Regions from separate parts of the Mus musculus genome. Here region 2 is linked to region 1. Evidence: chromatin contacts called from public HiChIP or PLAC-seq data. All regions are on one chromosome and are shown on one strand. The core of a region is the stretch at or near the end of the contact, and the rest is flanking DNA. Distances in the headings are between cores, read along the strand shown. Region 1 holds the start of Pik3r5 (phosphoinositide-3-kinase regulatory subunit 5). Region 2 has its middle 35 kb from the start of Myh10.

What was found. HiChIP or PLAC-seq counts read pairs in DNA pulled down with a chosen protein or histone mark.
Region 2: a contact with region 1 is called in an H3K27ac HiChIP or PLAC-seq map of microglia, with 4 times the contacts expected there. The contact joins the enhancer-like site here to the promoter of Pik3r5 in region 1. A contact is called at or near these places in 1 of 484 Hi-C or Micro-C datasets (embryonic retina) and 1 of 115 datasets of contacts at active chromatin or transcription factors (microglia).

What each region holds. Positions count from the first base shown.
Region 1 is chr11:68,429,868-68,434,721 of GRCm38.p6, forward strand. Pik3r5 (phosphoinositide-3-kinase regulatory subunit 5) reads left to right here and starts at 2,258. Exons shown (of 19, transcript NM_177320.2): 1 at 2,258-2,395. Gm32046 (a long non-coding RNA gene) reads right to left here and starts at 2,218. Exons shown (of 2, transcript XR_388771.3): 1 at 2,044-2,218; 2 at 821-1,811.
Region 2 is chr11:68,654,242-68,659,095 of GRCm38.p6, forward strand. No RefSeq gene overlaps it. Among named protein-coding and RNA genes, the nearest start is that of Myh10, 35 kb to the right of the region's middle. Within about 2 kb of position 3,285, at least 62 of the 459 cell types and tissues checked have an H3K27ac peak or open chromatin away from gene starts, as enhancers often do. A contact at or near this core is called in microglia, where this site is marked.

The DNA of each region.
Region 1 (4,854 bases), core at 1,008-3,507:
TCTTTTGGAAGTATAGGCTAGAGGATTCCGGCTGTTGCCATTTTGTCAGATTCTCTTGACTATCCCTCTGGGTCACCTTCTGCTTCCCAGCTCCTCTGGGCTCAGTCTTTTCCCAGGAATGAATGGCAACTGATATGACCTGTTGTCTGGCTATGAGTACAGACTGAATAACTGAGGGGAGGCAATATAAACAGAAATCAGACTGTGGAAGGGCAAGGAGGGATGAAAAACTCAGGGCAGACTGCCTCGTGTCCTATGTGCTGAGGTACGGTTTACCATGAGCAGATAGTTTGGCTTTTAGGAAAGCATGCTAAGAGTTTGGATGTGAGCTGGCTGACTAGGCTTCCTGTGTTGGAAGCGTCGTCCTCTGCATGGTGCTGTCAGGAGCTGGAGCCTGTGGGGAGGGAATGAGATCCCAGGGCGTCTCGGCACTGACGACTGAGGTACAGAGGTGCAGAAGCACCAGAACCACAGGTTTTCCACTCAAGAGAGAAGTCCAGGCTACCATTTTGAATGGGATGGACAGATGGACCAAAGTGCTCTGGGAAAAGAGAAGCCAACTCATGCAAACATGCAAGGCTTCCAATGCTAAAGAGAAGATGAAGAAAAAGAAGCCAGAAACAGAGGTCTGAAGTGAAGGGTCTCCAGGGACCAGGGGAGTTTCCTCAGAAAGGTAGCAACAGTAAGCCACATGCTGGATCTGGCCTTTAGGGCTTTCCTGGTGACCTTTTTCTAGAACATAGTGGACTAAATGTAAGATGAGGAAGTCAAAACAGGGCAGGCTGCTCTCTGAAAACATCAGACAACGAAGGGAAGCAGGGGGATTACAAATAGCCTTGTTTGTAAGAGGAAACAACAGAGCTGTACAGTGGTGGGAATGTAACCAGGTGGCACCACCGAGTGACAGAGGCACCCATGGGTCTTTCCAGCTGCACTGGGGACACTGCTTCTAGTGGCTGTCACTTTAATTTCTGTCCAGAAGATGCCAGGTGCTCTTGAGGTCTGGTGGTTGGCCCTGCAGGGACAACAACACACCCCAGTGTTGAAGGGAGGAAAATTTCAAACTCAACATCTGCGCCACAGCTGCTAGTAAGAAAGAGGGTGTGCCATTGGAGGGCAGCATCGCTGGGTTTCTGAGGTCCTGAGCTTCCCGGGGTTTTAGCTTTATTCTGCCTTCAGTTTTGGGAATAGCAAGAATGCAGAAGAAGTCAAACATTCCACAACTTCTCTAGCACATTCCTGGACTGTGAAATGCGCTCTTCTCTATCTTCTCCTTCAGGCACCTACTGCCAATCTTGTCTGCTTCTTTACAGTGAAGCCTGCTTCCTCCATCCCTCTCCTCCAAATGTCAACATGTTTGTGAATAAAGTAGAGACTGGGGAGAGAGTTGTATGGACCACATTGCCCACGGCCGGGCTCCTCACCTGTAAACAGGTAGTTGGGATGGAGATCACTGTGGCTAGACCTATGGTGGGCATTGAGCCCCTTCCCACCTAGTTCCAACTTCTGCGCCCGCCCAAAGGGTACTTTCTGTTTCTGTCTATTTAGGGAAGTTGCTTTTTCTTGGTATTTAGGGAGTCAGGAAAAGAAAAACCATTGGGTTTTTACATTAGCTTTCAGGTAGGGTTGTGGCTTTTGAGCAACAATAACGTATGACCTTGTGGTCGGTTCTAGATCTACTACTGGGAAGGTGGAACCCAGCTGAAGTGATGAGAGATTCTGGTACCGTGTAGAGGTGGTGGGTTGTGAGATCAGAGGTTGCAGAAGCAGTGCTGGAAGTTTGGATTGGTTGGAAGTTTCTAGGAAGATTCCTGTAGACGGAATAGAGGAATCAGGGTGCTTACTCCTCAGCACATCAGGGGTGCAGGCCTTTTAAGGGTTAAGAGCACCCGAAAAATAGAAGTAGTAGGAGGAAGTGGGGCGCTGGGTCGCATTGCGAGAAGGAAGCAGCTCATCGGAGCTTCCTCTTTCTCCTCCTTCCCCGAAGCCCCCACCCACCCCTCCTGCACAGACAAAACGCTCTTCCGCCCCACGGAACCTCACCTTACTTTTGGGGAGCTGTGTTACTCAGTACTGGTACACAAGCCGAAGCGGATGGGGTCCTAGCGCAGGGCAACTGCTTTGAGTCCTAAACTCTAGGGCTGGATGTACCGGCTTGACACAATCGAGCCACCAGAGGGCGAGAGAGCCCGGCTGGGCGGCTAGCCCTGGTCATACCCCGCCCCCAAAGCCCCGCCCCAAAGGCCCCGCCTCCCCTAGGGTTGTAGAGACCCGGCAGATGCTGGGACTTGCTGCCCGGTTCCAGCCGCTGAGCGGTGGTCGGGGGCCTCACCCCAACTGCTGAGAGTCGCCGCAGGAGAGGGGCTCGGCGCCCGGCGCCCAGCGGGGACTGCAGGTGTGTAGCTGGACAGCCAGGGGGTGCTGAGGACGCGTATAAGAGCTCGAAGCACAGCCAGAGCAGGTTGGGACCATTCTGGAGTAGTGTGCTCCAACTGCAGCCGGTAGGCTGGACAGTTGGCGACCTTCTAGTTCTATAGTTAAGGTCCACCTAGGGGACCGGGGCCCACAAACCCATGGGACAAACCCAGAGGCAGAAGGGGCGTCCCAGGACTGTTCATCAAGATTGAAGTAGCTATGCGGCCAAGTGTGTGTGTGTGTGTGTGCAGCCTCCTGCTGGGTTACAAGCCACCGTGTGCTCTGGAGTGAAGGAACCTGCCTGTCTCTGGCTCTGAACTCTCTGGAGGAACGTGGACAACAGGAGTTGTTTGGCATCAGGACCGGGGCGTTATCCTCCACCGAGCCTCAGGCTGCCCAAAGTTAGTGACTCTCAGACGCGGCTGCGGGCTGGGAATTGCGCGCCCAGCACAGTGTTTACACGCCGGAGACACGCGAGTATGAGTGTGTGAATGTATACACGTGTGTGCATGGTAGGACTGGCATGATGGCCCATCCTAGGGTGGTAGTAGTAAATATGCAAGAAGTTCAGGACAGTAGGAGGAAGGAGGCTGTTCAGAGGGAAAAGGAAGGCGAGATGAAAGCAGCAGGATGTGGTATGAAGTGAGTTAAGCCTCCTGTCGAGAGGAGGGGTGGCTTTTGGCAACAGGAGGTCTAAAAGCAGGCCAACTCACCTGAAGGCCTTTTCTGAATGGCGGTCCACTTTGCTTTCCTTGCCTGGTAAGGCCCGGTTCCCAGAGCAGAGCTATGCTCCTGTAATGCCTGTCGAGTCTTTGGAACCCAGTTGTACAGTACAGCTTTCCAAGGTGAAACACATTTTAAATAGGGTTCTTAAGCCTTGATGGGGGAGTTTGCTTGGTAAGGTGTAAGACGGAATAGAGACCTGAAGTCCAGCCAGGTTCTGGCATATGACATCTCCTTATTTGTAAAACTGGCTGTGTATGTCTGAGCTGCAGTGTCAGGTCAGAAATGAAAGAACACAACGCAATGAGAGCTTCGTGGGCAACCCTCCACTGTGATTGTTACAAGCTCTTACAAGCACATAGAATCTGTATGTTTAAAGAGACTCATTCCCACCGAGGGGCTGAACTGTGCGCTACGTAAACGTGTGTGTGTGTGTGTGTGTGTGTGTGTGTGTGTATGTGTGTGTGTGTAGCCTGGTGTTTGAGCCTTTGGTCCAAATGAGCAGCAACGAATATTACCTATAAGGATATATCCTCAATTTGGAGATGTACATGTGGTTCACATTTTATTTCCATATATCAGTTATTATTTAAAACATTTGTTATTTAATTTGTGGCTGTGGATGAGAGCGTACACGTGCAGGCTTGCTATGGTACATATGGTGGTCAAAGGGCACCTGGAAGGGGTCTGTCCTCTCCTACCCTGTGAGTCCCAGGGACTCAGGTTGTCAAGCAAAGCAGGAAGCTGTCTCATCTGCTCTGTCATTTCTGAGACAATCTCAGCCTGTGCCCCAGGCTGGCCTCCGACTCAGTAGGTAGCCGAGGCTGGCCTTGAGCTCCACTTCACACTCGAAGTTTAGCAATTAAAGTTAACAGATTACTATCATAATAAGCCCTGATATTTCTTTCTTGTCAATACACAAAGTAGTGGTGCATCTTTACAACTGATGGCATCTTACAGTTTGTTAAATACAGGGTATATTTACAGATTGGAGGGAATATTTTTTAGAGGTACATGGGTACACACAGAATTGTGTCAGTCTTCTATCTTGCATACATTTAAAAAATCGAACCTCATTGACATTTTGTGGTATCTAGGTTTTTTGTTTGTTTGTTTTTTTTTTTCTGGGTGTTAATTGTTTTTTGTTTTTTGCTTTGTTTGGTTTTTGAGACAGTCTCACTGTGTATCTCCTAGCTGACCTGAAACTCACTTGTGTATACCAGGCTGACCTTAAATTCACAGACATCTGCCTACCTCTTATACCCAAATGCTTTTTTGAATTGCTTTCAGCAGGGATTAAAAACATGCACCTCCACAGCTGGCCTGATGGGATCTAGTTTTAAAGACAGTGTTGCCTGCTTTGTTGGGTGGAACACATCCGACCTGATTCAGTAGCTTTTCCTGAACGTGATCAGATACTTTGAACCCACCCTTCTCCTTTGTACCTTGGGTCTGCTTCTGATACATTTCCCTCCATCTCTTCCATCTTTCTACAGCACGTCTCCCCCTTTGGCTACACTTCTGTGGTGTATTGGACACTGTGCTAAGTGCTTCGTGCCCTTTCATCTTGATATCCACGCTCTGAGATAGCTGTCGCTATCACTCCCGTTTTACAGATAAGGAAATGGGGTGCTGAAGCCACTCAATCAGAAAGTGCCAGACTTGGGGTGATTCCAGCATCTGCTCTTGACCAGAGGAGAGAAGGCCCCAGTGGTG
Region 2 (4,854 bases), core at 2,035-4,534, 230 kb after region 1:
AGGAATTCCCTGTCGTTTGTGACAGCAGGAACAGAAGTGGACAGGCTCATGCTAAGTGAAGTAAGCCAGACAGAGAAAGACAGGCATCTCCGTTCCCACTTATACATGGAATCTAAAACATTCCAGCTTACAGAAGAAGAGAATGATGAAAATGGAGACTGTCAGAGGCCAGGGCTTGGGAGACATGGGAAAATACAGCTTCTCCTAGTTAGCTCCAACTGTCACCTTGACAAGGACCAGAGTTAGCTGAGTGAGTCTCCATTAGGAGATTCCCTCTATCAGTATGACCTATGACTGCATCTGGGAAGGATTGTCTTGATTGATTAGTTGATGGAGGGAAGTCCAGCCTACCTTTGGTGGTGCTATGCTGAGGCAGGTGGGATTGAGCTGTCCAAGAAAACTAGCTGAGGAACTAAAGAGATGGCTCAGTGGTTAGGGTCATTTGTTGCTCTTACAGACATCCCAGGTTTGGTTCCCAGCATTCACATGGTAGCTTATAGCTGTTCATAACGCCAGTTCTGGGGAGATTTCCCACAATACCTCCCTTTGAGGTAGCTGGGTTGAGTTTTAACAAGGAACACACTAAAGGCCACAGAACAACACAATAAAGATGCAGGGCTGCTGGGAGAAAGGTACTGTGCCCCCACTTAGATTTGAATTTCAAATAAACAACAAGAACACGATAGCATAGGTATATCCTAAATTCCTCTTGGTTCCAAATGCTGTACAGACGTAGTTATATTAAACATGTTCCTTAGCTGGAGTTTAAACTTAACTGGGCATTCTCTATTTTATCTAGAAGGGTCTCCACATTGTCTTTCAGTTACTTCAAATTTTTGGTAGTCTATCCAAGTGTGCCTCCATTCTGCTCATGAGGAAGAGGTTGGCATTCAAGCCGTAAAGAGAGACCTGCAATTCAGTCACTAGATTTTGCCAGGGTCTTTAAAGAGATGAGGAACAGCCAAGCATGATTTACACCTTTAATCCCAGCACTTAGGAGGCAGAGGTAGGTGGATCTCTGTGATTTTTCAGGACAGCTTGGTCTGCATAAGTCCCAGGGACTTCTAGGACTACATAGAGACCCAGTCTCCCACCTAGAAAAAAAAAAAAGTGATCCAAAATGAATGAATTGTAGCTCTAGGGAACATTTCTTCTCAAGTCCTATGACCTTTGTGAAGGAAAAGTTGGTAAAGCCCACAGCAAAGGAGCCTGGATTCTGAGCTATTGTGATCTGCCCATTAAATAACAGTGTAAAGTCACAAGCCAGGGCAGTAGGGGCACTTGAGTTACAAATGCCCCTTGAGGCATTGAGATGGGTCTAAGCAAAAGCCTTCTCTAGTTTCTAACTCACCACAGTAGATGCTAGCAATTAGGTCTTCCCAGTTGTAGCTGTCTCAACAGGGGCCTCCAAGCTAAGAACACATGATGTGATGTCAGATGTTCATGTACTCTAGAGGGAAGTACCAAGTCATCTATGCATGCTCACTAAAAATAGAGCCAAGGAAGTCATCACTGCAGGCTGTGCAGGGGGAACTGGGAGAAAAGAGGATTTCACTCAAAATAATAGGAGATGATGTAAGGGGTGAGGGAGCTCTATGTCGTACTTGTCTCCAAACCAAGTAAAAGGCTTTCTACTGCTTAGAAACCCTGTGAACAACCCAGAGTAGCTTTCCCTTGGCTTCTGACACATCTGAAAAACAAAAGCAAAGCCACTCAGGGCAGCTGCCTGGGGACAGGCTGCACTTGCATTGTGACCAGTCACAGGTGAGTGGACTTTCCCACGGGCTCTGTGCAATCATGGAATTTGCCCATTTTAAGTGGTGCCCATGGATGCCATGATGAATCCAAAAAGAATTCTGCAATGTGAAACAAGACATTCACCCTTTCCAGAGAATATACAGTCTATAAAGCCACGTCTATAAAACCAAACCAATTAATGGTACCAAGAAGCAGATAGATGAGGATGCCTGAGGATGGAGTATAGACAGAAAGAAGCTAGGAATGCTGTAAGTGGCCAGTCAGAAAGCCTGGGCCAGAAAGTGGTGCCCAATGGGAGAGTCTCCTGAGGAATCAAGAAAGAAAGAAAGAAAGAAAGAAAGAAAGAAAGAAAGAAAGAAAGAAAGAAAGAAAGAAAGAGGGAGGGAGGGAGGGAGGGAGGGAGGGAGGGAGGGAGGGAGGGAGGGAGGGAGGGAGGGAGGAAGGAAGGAAGGAAGGAAGGAAGGAAGGAAGGAAGGAAGGAAGACATCTCCTGCCTTTTGTTCCCTCATCCCACCCCAACCTGGCTTCTGCAGGAGCCTGAGGCTGTCAGGTGAGTGGAGGAAACATGGAAGATTACCACACAGAAACAGCAGAAAAGGAAGTCAACCAGGACTCCCTTCTCTGCTGCAGACTTGCAAACCTGGGGCAGGAGAGCAGCTGCCTAGTGCTTCAGAGACTAGGGTTTTGAAATGAGATTTAATCTCAGTTCTTAATTCTCCAACGATGAATAGTTCATTAATTCCTGCAAGACCCGCAGCACGGGAAAACAAAGTTGTTTCCGGCTTTGCATACCAATGAGTCTGGCTCCTTCAATAGCCAGGTATGCTTTTAATACAGAGAGTGCCTACCTGGTCAGCTGTACCTACTGAAGATCAAAGAAGTTGTGGGGTGTTCTTAAAGGCCTCCAGGGAAAATGAAGCACACAGAGAGGCAGTGCCAGCTAAAGGGTTTTGAGAAGAAATAATAGCTGAAGCAGTTAGGAGCGTGGTCTGGATTTGAACCCTGTTTTGTGTTTTGTTTTGTTTTTTGTCTCACTTCCTGTTTGCATAACCTTGAACACGTTGCACAATCTTAGGGTGCCTTGATCTGCTTGTTTTCAAAATGGAAATGGCACTGGGCAAGTTAGGCTAAGCTGATCTACAAAAAAAAAAAAAAAAAAAAACCAAACCCCAACAACTCAGTGGCTTACAGCAGCGAACACTTACGTCTCATTTCACAATGATCCAGCCCCGCCACTACTGGTCAATTTTGGCTCTTCCTGCTGGGGCTAAAATGAAGGAGAGGCTCTTATCTGGAACATTCCTGAGAGCAGGGCAGCAAGAAAAGGGTGGCTGGTGGTGATCTGTGGAATAGCTCTTAAGGCTTTTTCTCAAAAAATAACATTTATCCCTTCTGTTTACATTATCTTGGCCAAAGGAATTTACAGGGCTAAACTTCATGTCAACATGGTAGAGGGATGTAAGTCTCCCACAGAGAGGTACAAGAGAATGTTTGAGACAATAATTTAGTCGACTGCAGAGCCTACATATGAGAAATGCTTCAAATATCCCATGGCAAGGCCCTGCAAATGCTGTGTAAAAGGCTATTTTACTGGAACACCTTTCTCCACCCCACTTGAATTTATTTGGCATTTTTTAGGAGGCCAATTGCTCTCAAACACTGATTTAAAACAGCCCCTACATCAGGAACTGTCCAATTTAGCAGGAACCACCAAAATGCCATGGGGGGCAGGGGTGCTTATGAACGAACAGTTGGACTCTGACCTCAAAGCCAGATTCAGGGTCTCCTGGAATCATTCTAGAGAAACCAAAAAAATAATAAAAATAAAAATAATGTTATTTTCCTGGCCCACTCGGCATGCCTCCCCGAAAGACAGGCATCAAGGTAACAGGCCGTCATGTCTCAGCTATTTCAGGATGACTAGGCCTGTAGAGCACAGCCTCTGCAAAGTTATTCTTAACTGCTTGTCTGGAGGCAGACAGTAATAGCTCCACTGCTGTCAAACGCTTCGACTATGGCGAGAGTGAGCCTGGGCTCAGAGCCAGCCATTCTGTTTCCTCTCAGTGTTGAGAAGTAGCATTATCTGGGTTCAGTGTGTAGCTGACAACTTTTCCACGAATCTCTAAGGGCACACGGACTGTCCTGTGACGGGGTGTAGCCCAGGTAAGCTCATCCTAGCATGGGTTTGGTTTGGGGTTTTCAACTCAGAGGTCAAAATCTGGAGCTAGGAGCTGACATTGCAGCGAGGGAAAGAAAGTGTGTGTGTGTGTGTGTGTGTGTGTGTGTGTGTGTGTGTGTGTGTGTGTGTGTGCGTGTAGATGTGAGTGGTTCTTGACACAGGATTTCATTAGCCCAGTGTTCCCCAAATAGGCTAGGCTATCTGGCTGACAAGTTCCTGGGATCTGCCTGTCTCAGCCTCCACAGTGCTGGGGTTGTAAGTCTGAGCTACCATGCCTGACTTTTAAACAAGGTAAACAAGGCCTGCAAGATAAGTACTTTGCTGACTGAGGTTTCTCTTCAGCCATAAGCAAAAGGGCTCCCCTGCTACCTCTGCCATGGTCCTTGAGACTCAAGACTGGAGTGTCCGGGTCTCAAAAATTCTTCTTGGCGCCTCAGAACATTTCAAAGCTCTGCCATTTAGAGAGGGGGTAAGAAACCAAAGCTCTGACAACTATAAGTAGAAAATTGGAGGGAGTAACTTGTTTTGAAGTTTTTTTAAAATTGGGACAGCTTTGATTTTTATTCTCTTATTTTGAATGGCTTCCAGACCATTCTGGAATGTTCCCTACAGCTAATCCTTCTCCTTATCTCTTTTCTCCTTATCAGTTAAATTCAAAATTTCAAGCATTTATAGATTGTTTACTGATGAATGGAACAGATACTGACCAAGGTCTCTGAGCTCCACACACAAACTCTATGTTAGTCAGTTTACAAGTGCAAAGCCACTGCACATTGCAGAAGTTACGGTAAATGCTATCCCAGAGCTGAGGAGTCCTAGATGTTCCTGATGTAAGTGATGGAATCATCTAAAGGGGATGACATTTACCCTGTGGATTGAATTATGTTCTCCCAACAAGATCCGTTCACGTTCTAATG